Linked DNA regions of Ovis aries: region 2 is linked to region 1. A link is a contact called in public Hi-C data. All regions are on one chromosome and are shown on one strand. The core of a region is the stretch at or near the end of the contact, and the rest is flanking DNA. Distances in the headings are between cores, read along the strand shown. Region 1 holds the start of AQP1 (aquaporin 1 (Colton blood group)). Region 2 overlaps MINDY4 (MINDY lysine 48 deubiquitinase 4).

Evidence for each region. Hi-C and Micro-C count contacts between places; a contact is called where the count stands out from the background.
Region 2: a contact with region 1 is called in a Hi-C map of liver, with 2.3 times the contacts expected there. The contact joins the enhancer-like site here to the promoter of AQP1 in region 1. A contact is called at or near these places in 2 of 16 Hi-C or Micro-C datasets (liver and tail adipose tissue).

The regions. Positions count from the first base shown.
Region 1 is chr4:66,979,305-66,983,430 of ARS-UI_Ramb_v3.0, forward strand. It overlaps AQP1 (aquaporin 1 (Colton blood group)), which reads right to left and starts at 1,882. Exons shown (of 4, transcript NM_001009194.1): 1 at 1,489-1,882. The coding sequence starts at 1,878.
Region 2 is chr4:67,069,364-67,073,489 of ARS-UI_Ramb_v3.0, forward strand. All of the region lies in intron 5 of MINDY4 (MINDY lysine 48 deubiquitinase 4), which reads right to left. Among named protein-coding and RNA genes, the nearest start is that of MINDY4, 47 kb to the right of the region's middle. Within about 2 kb of position 1,723, at least 29 of the 54 cell types and tissues checked have an H3K27ac peak or open chromatin away from gene starts, as enhancers often do. A contact at or near this core is called in liver and tail adipose tissue, where this site is marked.

The sequences.
Region 1 (4,126 bases), core at 632-3,131:
AAAGACCACATCTTCTTTGACTAAAGTTTAAACTCCAGCCTGAAGGGCTAACCTTCAGCCCTGGACTGGGTGAAGTGTCACGGTGACACAAGGAGTGCTAATCCCTGCCTGGCAGGGTCATGCCAGCTGCCCTCTGCATGGACCTTCGCAGCCGAATCTGGACTTTGGCTGGGAAGCGGGAGGACGGCTGCTTGCCTAATCACCCGCCACTCTCTCTGTGGAGCCTTTGGCTGCCTCCCTCTCTGTCCCCACACCCGCCTGCCCTGCCCACGTCCCGCCAGCCCAGACCTGATCTGATTCCTTCTCTCTCCCTCCCTGTGAAAACACCTCCTCGGGCACTCTGAGACCTCCTCCAAGCCTTCCTCGGCCTCTCAGGCCAAATTATCCCCCCGCTGTGGCCCAAGCCAGGTCTGAGTTTGCACTTGGCTGAGGGTCTGGAAAAGCCCAGGTCGGCGACAGCAGGCAGCTGCCTGCCAACGGCCAATTAGCTGTGCTAAGCGGCCCGGGAGGAATTCTTTTCCACAGTTTCCACCCAGTCACCCACATCTGCTTATCATGAGTGCCCCCAGGTCAGGCCCGAACAGTGGGCACACACAGGTATGCACTCACCTCCAGACACACTCACACCGCAGCACTGACACGCTCACAGATACACCTTCAGAAGTAACACAGCCAGCTTTCGCAGGTTCGGAGACCCATGCTGGCATCCACGTGTGCACACACTGCTCACAGACACAAATACATGCGCCACACCTCTCTGCGTCCAGTGATAGACAGCAGACCCAGAGATGGAAGATGTCCATCTCCATCAGAACGGAGGCGAGATGTCCCTGCTCCGGCCCCCACCCTTTGCTCCAATCCAGGAAAGTCACCTGCAGGCTGCCCTGAAACTGTTTTCACCTCCCATCTTTGCCCCATTCCTGGAGCCAGCAGAGCAAGAGGAGCTTTTTCCTTGAAGGCAGTTTGTTTGAGGACCTGTGTGAAGGTGGGGCTGCCTGGATGCTCGAGGAGCCCCTCTGGGAGAGCTCTGCTCACAGGATTGTGTGGCCAGCTGCAGACATGCCAGACGGGTGGTCCAGGGAGACTGGGGGCAGCAGGCAGAGTGTAAGAGGGTGCAGGCTGCATGCGGGAGGGAGCCGCTGCCCAGACAGGGCTGAGGGGAGGGAGGGGAAGAAACTGCAGCCCCGGGGTGAGGAGCCGCTGGCCCCACTGTTAGCTGCCTCCAGAGCTTATTCCCCACAATAGAGACCCGCAGGGGACATTGGCAAGACTGTTATGCTCTGGGTCTCAGCTTCCCACAGTGCCTGGCAGAAAACAGGCTCTGGACGGCAGGCATAGCTGAGTTCCAGGTACAGCTCTGCTTGACCTCCAGCAACCTCTCATCCTCTCTGTTCCTCAGCGTCCCCATCTGCACAATGGGTGGAGAATGAGACGGGCCCATCTCAGCACCATTCTAGAGCCCCCAGAGCCTGGGGCCACCCCACTCACCGCATTGAGGCCAAGCGAGTTGTCAGGCAGAGAGGAGGTGATGCCCGAGAGGATGGCAGTGGCGACGATGGCCCCCACGCACTGGGCAATGATGTACATGATGGCCCGGAGGATACTGATCTGGCAGCTGAGCAGGAGCCCCAGTGTGACGGCTGGGTTGAGGTGGGCACCGCTGATGTGGCCCACGCTCTGGGCCAGCGTGGCGATGCTCAACCCAAAGGCCAGTGACACTTTCACGTTATCCTGGACTGCACCTGTCGTCTGGTTGCTCTTTATTGGGTAGTGGAAGCCCAGGGCTGAACCGATGCTGATGAAGATGAAGAGGATCATGGCCAGGAACTCGGCCACCACCGCCCTCCAAAAGAGCTTCTTCTTGAACTCGCTGGCCATGCTGGCAGGGGGCTTGGCTTGAGACCGCTGCCTGGTGCTCGCCTCCCTCTGAGAACTGAGCCACAGCCTGGGCTGGGCCTATTTATAGGGCCTCGGGGGGAGGAGAAGGGGGGAGCACAAAGGGAGGAAGGCCTCTCCTTGCTCCTGGCCCGCCCCACACCACACAGGCCTCCTCTTAGCGATGGATGCAGACACAGCTCTGCTGTCGGACTGCCAACTTTTTTTCCCTTCCTCCTCTTTCCCCTCCCTCCCTCTCTCCCTCCGCCCTCAGCCCTGCCCAGCCTGAGGAGGCAGGCAGGAGGCAGCCACTGCTCTAATAGGCTTTGAGAAATTCCTCCAAGTTGGCCCCACTCAGGGGGCCAGAGAAATCCAGGTGTCCCCGCCCTGTGTGCAAAGCTCAGGGGGTGCCAGAGGGCAAAGCCAGGCCTCCAGATGGACAGGGCGGGGTGAGCAGCAGGGATCAGCAGGTGGACGTTGCCCTCCAGGAGGAGGGCACCATGACCCTGCTGGCCTGGCATCCCCATCCCACTCCAGAGTGATGTTAGCCTGGAGCCCACATGTCCTGGGGTTCCTAGGGGCTGTCTGCGCCTCCCGCACATGGTTCAGACCTGGCCACTGGATGTCACTGTAGGAATGCCCCAGGGCCCCCAGCCCCACCAGCCGGATCTCAGCTGATGGAGACACGGCAACACCAGAGGGTACAGAGAACTTGTCTGTGGACCACCCCCGACAATCTGGTCAAGGGCAGGCCTGAGATAGGTGAGAATATGGAAGGCCCCCACTCTGGGGGCCCTCAAGCTTCTGGGGCAATTTGAGCCAATGATCTCGGGGCAGGAGCGGGAAAATGAAGGCAGGTGAGGATATTCGTCTCAAAGACTGTCAAGCTGGTGGACCCTAGGGGAGACAGAAGGAATAGCAGACTAACCTGGAGACGGAGGCCTGTGGTTGGCAGTGGGGAGGAGGAAGCATGAAAGTGAGGGGCAGAAAGACCCAGAGAGAAGGAAGAGGAAAAGGAGACAGACAGAGAGGAAGAGAGACAGAGAGAAAAGCATGGACAGAGAAGCAGAATCAGCAAAAGTGGAAGTGAAAGGGGTAGATCCCCAGGCAGAGACAGGGAGGTGGGTCTGGCTGAGTAAGAGAGACAGAGAGGGCGTGCAGGGTGAGGACACAACCTGGAAAGAGGGGAGACAGGACTGGACCCAGAGGCAAGAGTCCAAAAGAGAAAGATGAGCGAGCAGGAGGAGCTGGGGGAGGGATCAGACAGTGTCCCCAGCAGGGCAGAGGCAGAGACTGCTCTGCAGACCATGCAGACCCCCACCCCGCCCTGTAGTCCAGCCTCTACCCTGTGTGTCCCCAAACCCGACGCCCGGAGGCAACCAAGGAAATGAGAAGAAACTGGATCCCTGGGCCAGGAGCCCAGTGAGGAGCCACCAGCCGGCTGCGCATTATCCTGTGAGAAGAGGAGTCGGGTGGGACCCTGGGTGAGGTTGGACCCAGGAGGGAGGGGTCTTCCTAGCCCTCTCCTACCTGCCTCGCCACGGCCCTACCTCATTTACACCACAGGAATGCTGGCTTCTCCCCACTTTACAGGTGGAAAACTGAGGCCCAGGGAGGGGAAGGCCTTCACTGAGTTCTGTGTGTGTCCAGGGGCCACCTGCAGAAGATGATGCCAGCCCTCATGGCCTCCCCACTGCCTGACTGTGGCGCACCAGAGATGCCCTCACTCTGGGGTCAGCGGTCAGCCTGGTGTTTACTGGGAGAGGAGGCCCCCTAGGGTGGAGCTGTGGGGAGCTGTGTGCCCCTAAGCACACCTAAGCGTCTGTCAATACAGGATGGAGTGGACGTGAGGCAGGGAGGCAGCATGGTGGCGACGGGCCCAGCCTGCCCAGAGAGGACGGCGGCCGGAGGTAATTGGTGCCTTATTAACTGTCTGAGAGAGGGAGCCAGCCCCACTGGGCCACTTCCCGAAACCTCCTCCACGTCCTTCACTCTGGGCAGGCCCAGCTCGGCTCTCCACACCCTGGGAGGCTCCTCGCTCCCTAGCCCTGGCCCCGTGGCCTGGTGGCCACCATGCCCCTCAGTGAAGGGTTCTCTGGTCAGTTCCAAGGCTCTGACCAGAGCTCCCTCCACGTGGCCGGGATCCCCGCATTCTCAGGCTTTGGCAGATGGCCAGTTTACCCTCAGACCAGGCTCTGAAGACAAGGTTGGGGTGCACCTCAGAGAAGGGTCTTCTGGAGCAGGACTGCTC
Region 2 (4,126 bases), core at 473-2,972, 90 kb after region 1:
CTTTCGATTTTCCTGCTCTCTGTTTCCCTCTGGCTTCCCAAACTCCCCCAGAAGAAGGTGCAAGGTGCAGAATCACGGTGAGTTAGACTTGGAAGGCACTTGGATAGTCACCTGGCATAACCTTTGGGCTTACAGATTAGGAAACCACGCTCTGGAGTAAGAAAGGGGGCTCCGCCAGTGTCTCCACCTTCTGGGTGCTCAGCCCGAGGGATCCACGTCCCAGCCTCGGGAAGAGCTCCACCTTCCTGGGCCGCCACATCCACAGGCGTTTTTAAAATTAAGCCGTCAAAGAACAGGAGGTCTCATCAAGGGCTGGGTTATCAAGAAGTCATCGTGTGTACACATCTCGGTTTTATACCCGGCAGTTGTCAGTTCTCCAACTGTTGACCTTCAACATATAAAAGGAATCTTTTTTTTTTTCCCCTCTCTTTTCTCTTACGGATGTGGAAAACCTGACTAGAACTGCCTGGTCTGACATTTCCTGTGAGAAAGCACTCTGCTTGGATACTGTGAAAGCAATCTGCCTTAACAATTCAGCCCAAATAAATTATCTTCCTGAAACGAGTGAATGACTTTAATTGGGAATTGGGCTGCATACCCAAGACTCTCTCATCCGGGCTGGACAAAGGTGGGACAAAGATAGGGATCGCCTGGTGAGAACGGACTGGGAGGGGGGTCCCCAACGGCCCTGCATCCTCCTGGAAAAGCCATCGGCTTGGCCCATTGAGCTGGAGAGAACACACGTACTCTAACCTGAACCATTGTTTTTGTGGGGTGAAGATCTCTCAGTTCAACTATCTTTCTGTGTGCGTCCCTCCCCACAAACTCTGGCACACACACCCTTGGCCAGAAGCGTGCAGAGCCAGAGCAAGATTGAAAACCAAGGCCGACAATTCTCCTTCCCTGAGCAGGGCTGGATTCTGGCACATTCCAGGAACAGAGAAGAAATTTACCCTGGGTAACCGAAGCATCAGACTGGGAGAGTTCCTCAAGGGCACACAATTCGCAAAACAAAACTGTACCAGCTGTGACCTTCCTTCATGTTATTCTCCCAATTTGGTACAAGGCCTTGGCATACAACTAGTATTCAACGGATGCTCCCTCTGGAAGCTGAGCGGGTGTCCGGAGTAGCCAGTGCCTTGTCCAGGGAATCTTCCAGACCCAGGGATTGAACCGGGGTCTCCCGCATTACAGGCAGACTCTTTACGGTCTGAATTCTCTACCAGGGAAGCCTCACCCAGATAAGGCTCATGCCTCTGTAAGGGCTGGAAACGCTAACTCAGACCATCTAATCTAATCCTGCCACTCTGTCAGGGGTGGGAAGGGGAGAGAGAGCTTTTACTTAGAAACCCTGTGTAGTGGGCAAAGCCAGAAACAGAACTTTAGGCTCCAGACTCTCACCACAGGTCATTCTCATCTATCCCTTGTTGGATGTTGGAGGCACCAACGGTGTTTTCTAAAGACCCAAAATGCACTGGGTCAGGGTGGTTGCTCTCCCCATAATGAATGCACACCAGCAGGATCTGTGGCTCTCCCAATTCCTATCTTTCTGCCCCTCTCGCAGGCTGCAGTTTCCTGGGTGTGGCTGAACTCAGCTCCACAAGGTGACTGGTGCCGAGCGGCAGGCATTGCTCAACAGGCAGTGAAAACGTGGGTAGAGAGGAGGTGGCTCCAGGGGAAGAAAAATATCCTCTTGAAGGACAAGTGGTCTCCCTGGAGTACAGCTCTGGGATGCGGCCAGATCACTGAGTAATCACTCATTCACCACCCGCACTGTGCAGCTCACCAGGCAGAATGCTGCCAGCCCACGGTCCTCCTTCCCCTTGGCCTCCCCTCCTCCCCTCTGCCCACCAGCACGTGGCTGCGTGGCTCGGCCAAGCCCAACCATTGTGGAATGCTTGTTGTTGTTGTTGTTCAGTCACTAAGTCTTGTCCTACTTTTTGCGACCCCATGGACTACAGCCCTCCGGCTCCTTTGTTCATGGGATTGATTCTCCAGGCAAGAATACCAGAGTGAGTTGCCATTTCCTTCTCCAGGGGATCTTCCCGACCCAGAGAGCAAATCCGCATCTCCTGCACTGGCAGGCGGGTCCTTTACCTCTGAGCCACCTGGGAAGACCCTGTGGGATGCTGGAAGAGCCCAATCACCAGGGCTGGAGCGAGAGGCATGAGGTGGTACCTGGCCCACACCAGCAGCCTCGCCCCCTCCCACCAGGAGCCCCAGACTGCGCACCCAGCAGGAGGGATCACTAAGGCTGTCTCTGATTAGGGCTCCCCACTGTGGAGTGAAGACCTAAGGGGATGATTCCGTCAGAGACACAGATTCCCCCAGCCCTGCCCTCCCCAAGTCTCGTGTGACAGCCCAGGATGGAAAGGATTGCCTCTTGGCCCTGTCCCAGGAAGTCCAAAGTCACACTCGGACTTATAAAAGGGAAGGTTCCAAAGTGTGCCTGAAAGGCATTACATAAGAGTTGCCGCCGGTCTCCATCGTGGATTGGAAAGCTGTGCGGAGATATTTACTTAGCTGCTAGGAGAAGCTGCTCTTTGGCACCACAGCTGCTCTTTACTGTCCAAATAAAGGACAACACACCCTGGGAAGGAGCTGTCCCAATGAAAGTGGGACTTTTTCCGAGTCCCATTAAATGTTAAACCCACTTGAGTTCTGTTTGATAAAATAGGCCAAAGGGTGGCTTAAAACAACTTTTGGGGTGAAATATTTTCATTTTGAACTCACAAAACGTTTCCCTGCATTAAGCATTAATAAAAGGGCCTAAAGCAGCAAGTCTGAAACAACACTGTCTGGGTCCAAGGTTAACTTCATATCAATTTGAAAATAAAGAAACTGGGGTTCATTTGCTTTTCAAAAAGGTGAGGAGGTGTACACTTGAATAACACCTTTTTTCTGGAGCTCCTGTCTTTCCCCAAGCAGACGTAGATGAATCCTCCCTTGCCCTGAGCTTCCACTGTCCTTTCTGTGACAGTCTAAGGGTTCTAATTTTTGTCTTTACAATAAGAAGTGTTTATTTGGGTGCTTATTTCTACTTTACCAAGCACTTTGAAAGCACAGGTTTTTTGTTTGTTTGTTTGTTTTTTCTCATAGGCAGCTTGGCTGCAGAGAAGCAGCAAAGGGACGTTTTAGCCCTCATTTCAAAAATGAGGACACTGAGGTTTGGAAAGTCAGAAATATTCCAACACAGACCAGTCCTTGGCACACAGGTCTATGACCAAATGGGAGCCATAGGTAACAATATAGTGAATCTTTCCTTAGGTTTAATTTGTTCATTTCAAAGCTGGGACTTTTCTTTCAAGATTGGATATATATTTAAATTTTACATAATAGTTCTAATGTTCTTACTTAGAAAGAAAAACAAATAATAATAACAAACTGAAGAGTATCTGATTTCAGTTCAGTTCAGTTCAGTCGCTCACTCGTGTCCGACTCTTTGCGACCCCATGGATTGCAGCTCACCAGGCTTCCCTGTCCATCACCAACTCCTGGAGCTTACTCAGACTCATGTCCGTTGAGTCCGTGATGCCATCCAACCACCTCGTCTTCTGTCATCCCCTTCTCCTCCTGCTTACAATCTTTCCCAGCATCAAGGTCTTTTCCAATGAGTCAGTTCTTCAGATCAGGTGGCCAAAGTATTGGAGCTTGAGCTTCAGCATCAGTCCTTCCAATGAATATTCAGGGCTGATTTCCTTTAGGATGGACTGGTTGGATCTCCTCGCAGTCTCTCAAGAGTCTGCGAGAGTCTCTCGAGGGACTCTCAAGAGTCTTCTCCAACACCAGAGTTCAAAAGCATCAGTTTTTCAGTGCTCAGGTTTCTTTATAATTCAACTCTCACATCCATACATGACTATTGGAAAAACCATCGCTTTGACTAGACGGACGTTTGTTGGCAAAGTAATGTGTCTGATTTACCGTGAAGTTAATGGGACTTAAGCTTCAGGGATCCTCTTGCACAGGCCCTGTCACGAGGCCCTAGTGTTGGCACAGTCTTCTATTTTTGTCAGATTTGCAAAAATGAGGTAGGTCTATGTTCTTTATCTTCAAGAGACACCCAAACTGTGTAAGTCTCAGGCCCACAACGTCTGGATCCGAACAGGATTCCAGGCAGTTTGTTTTG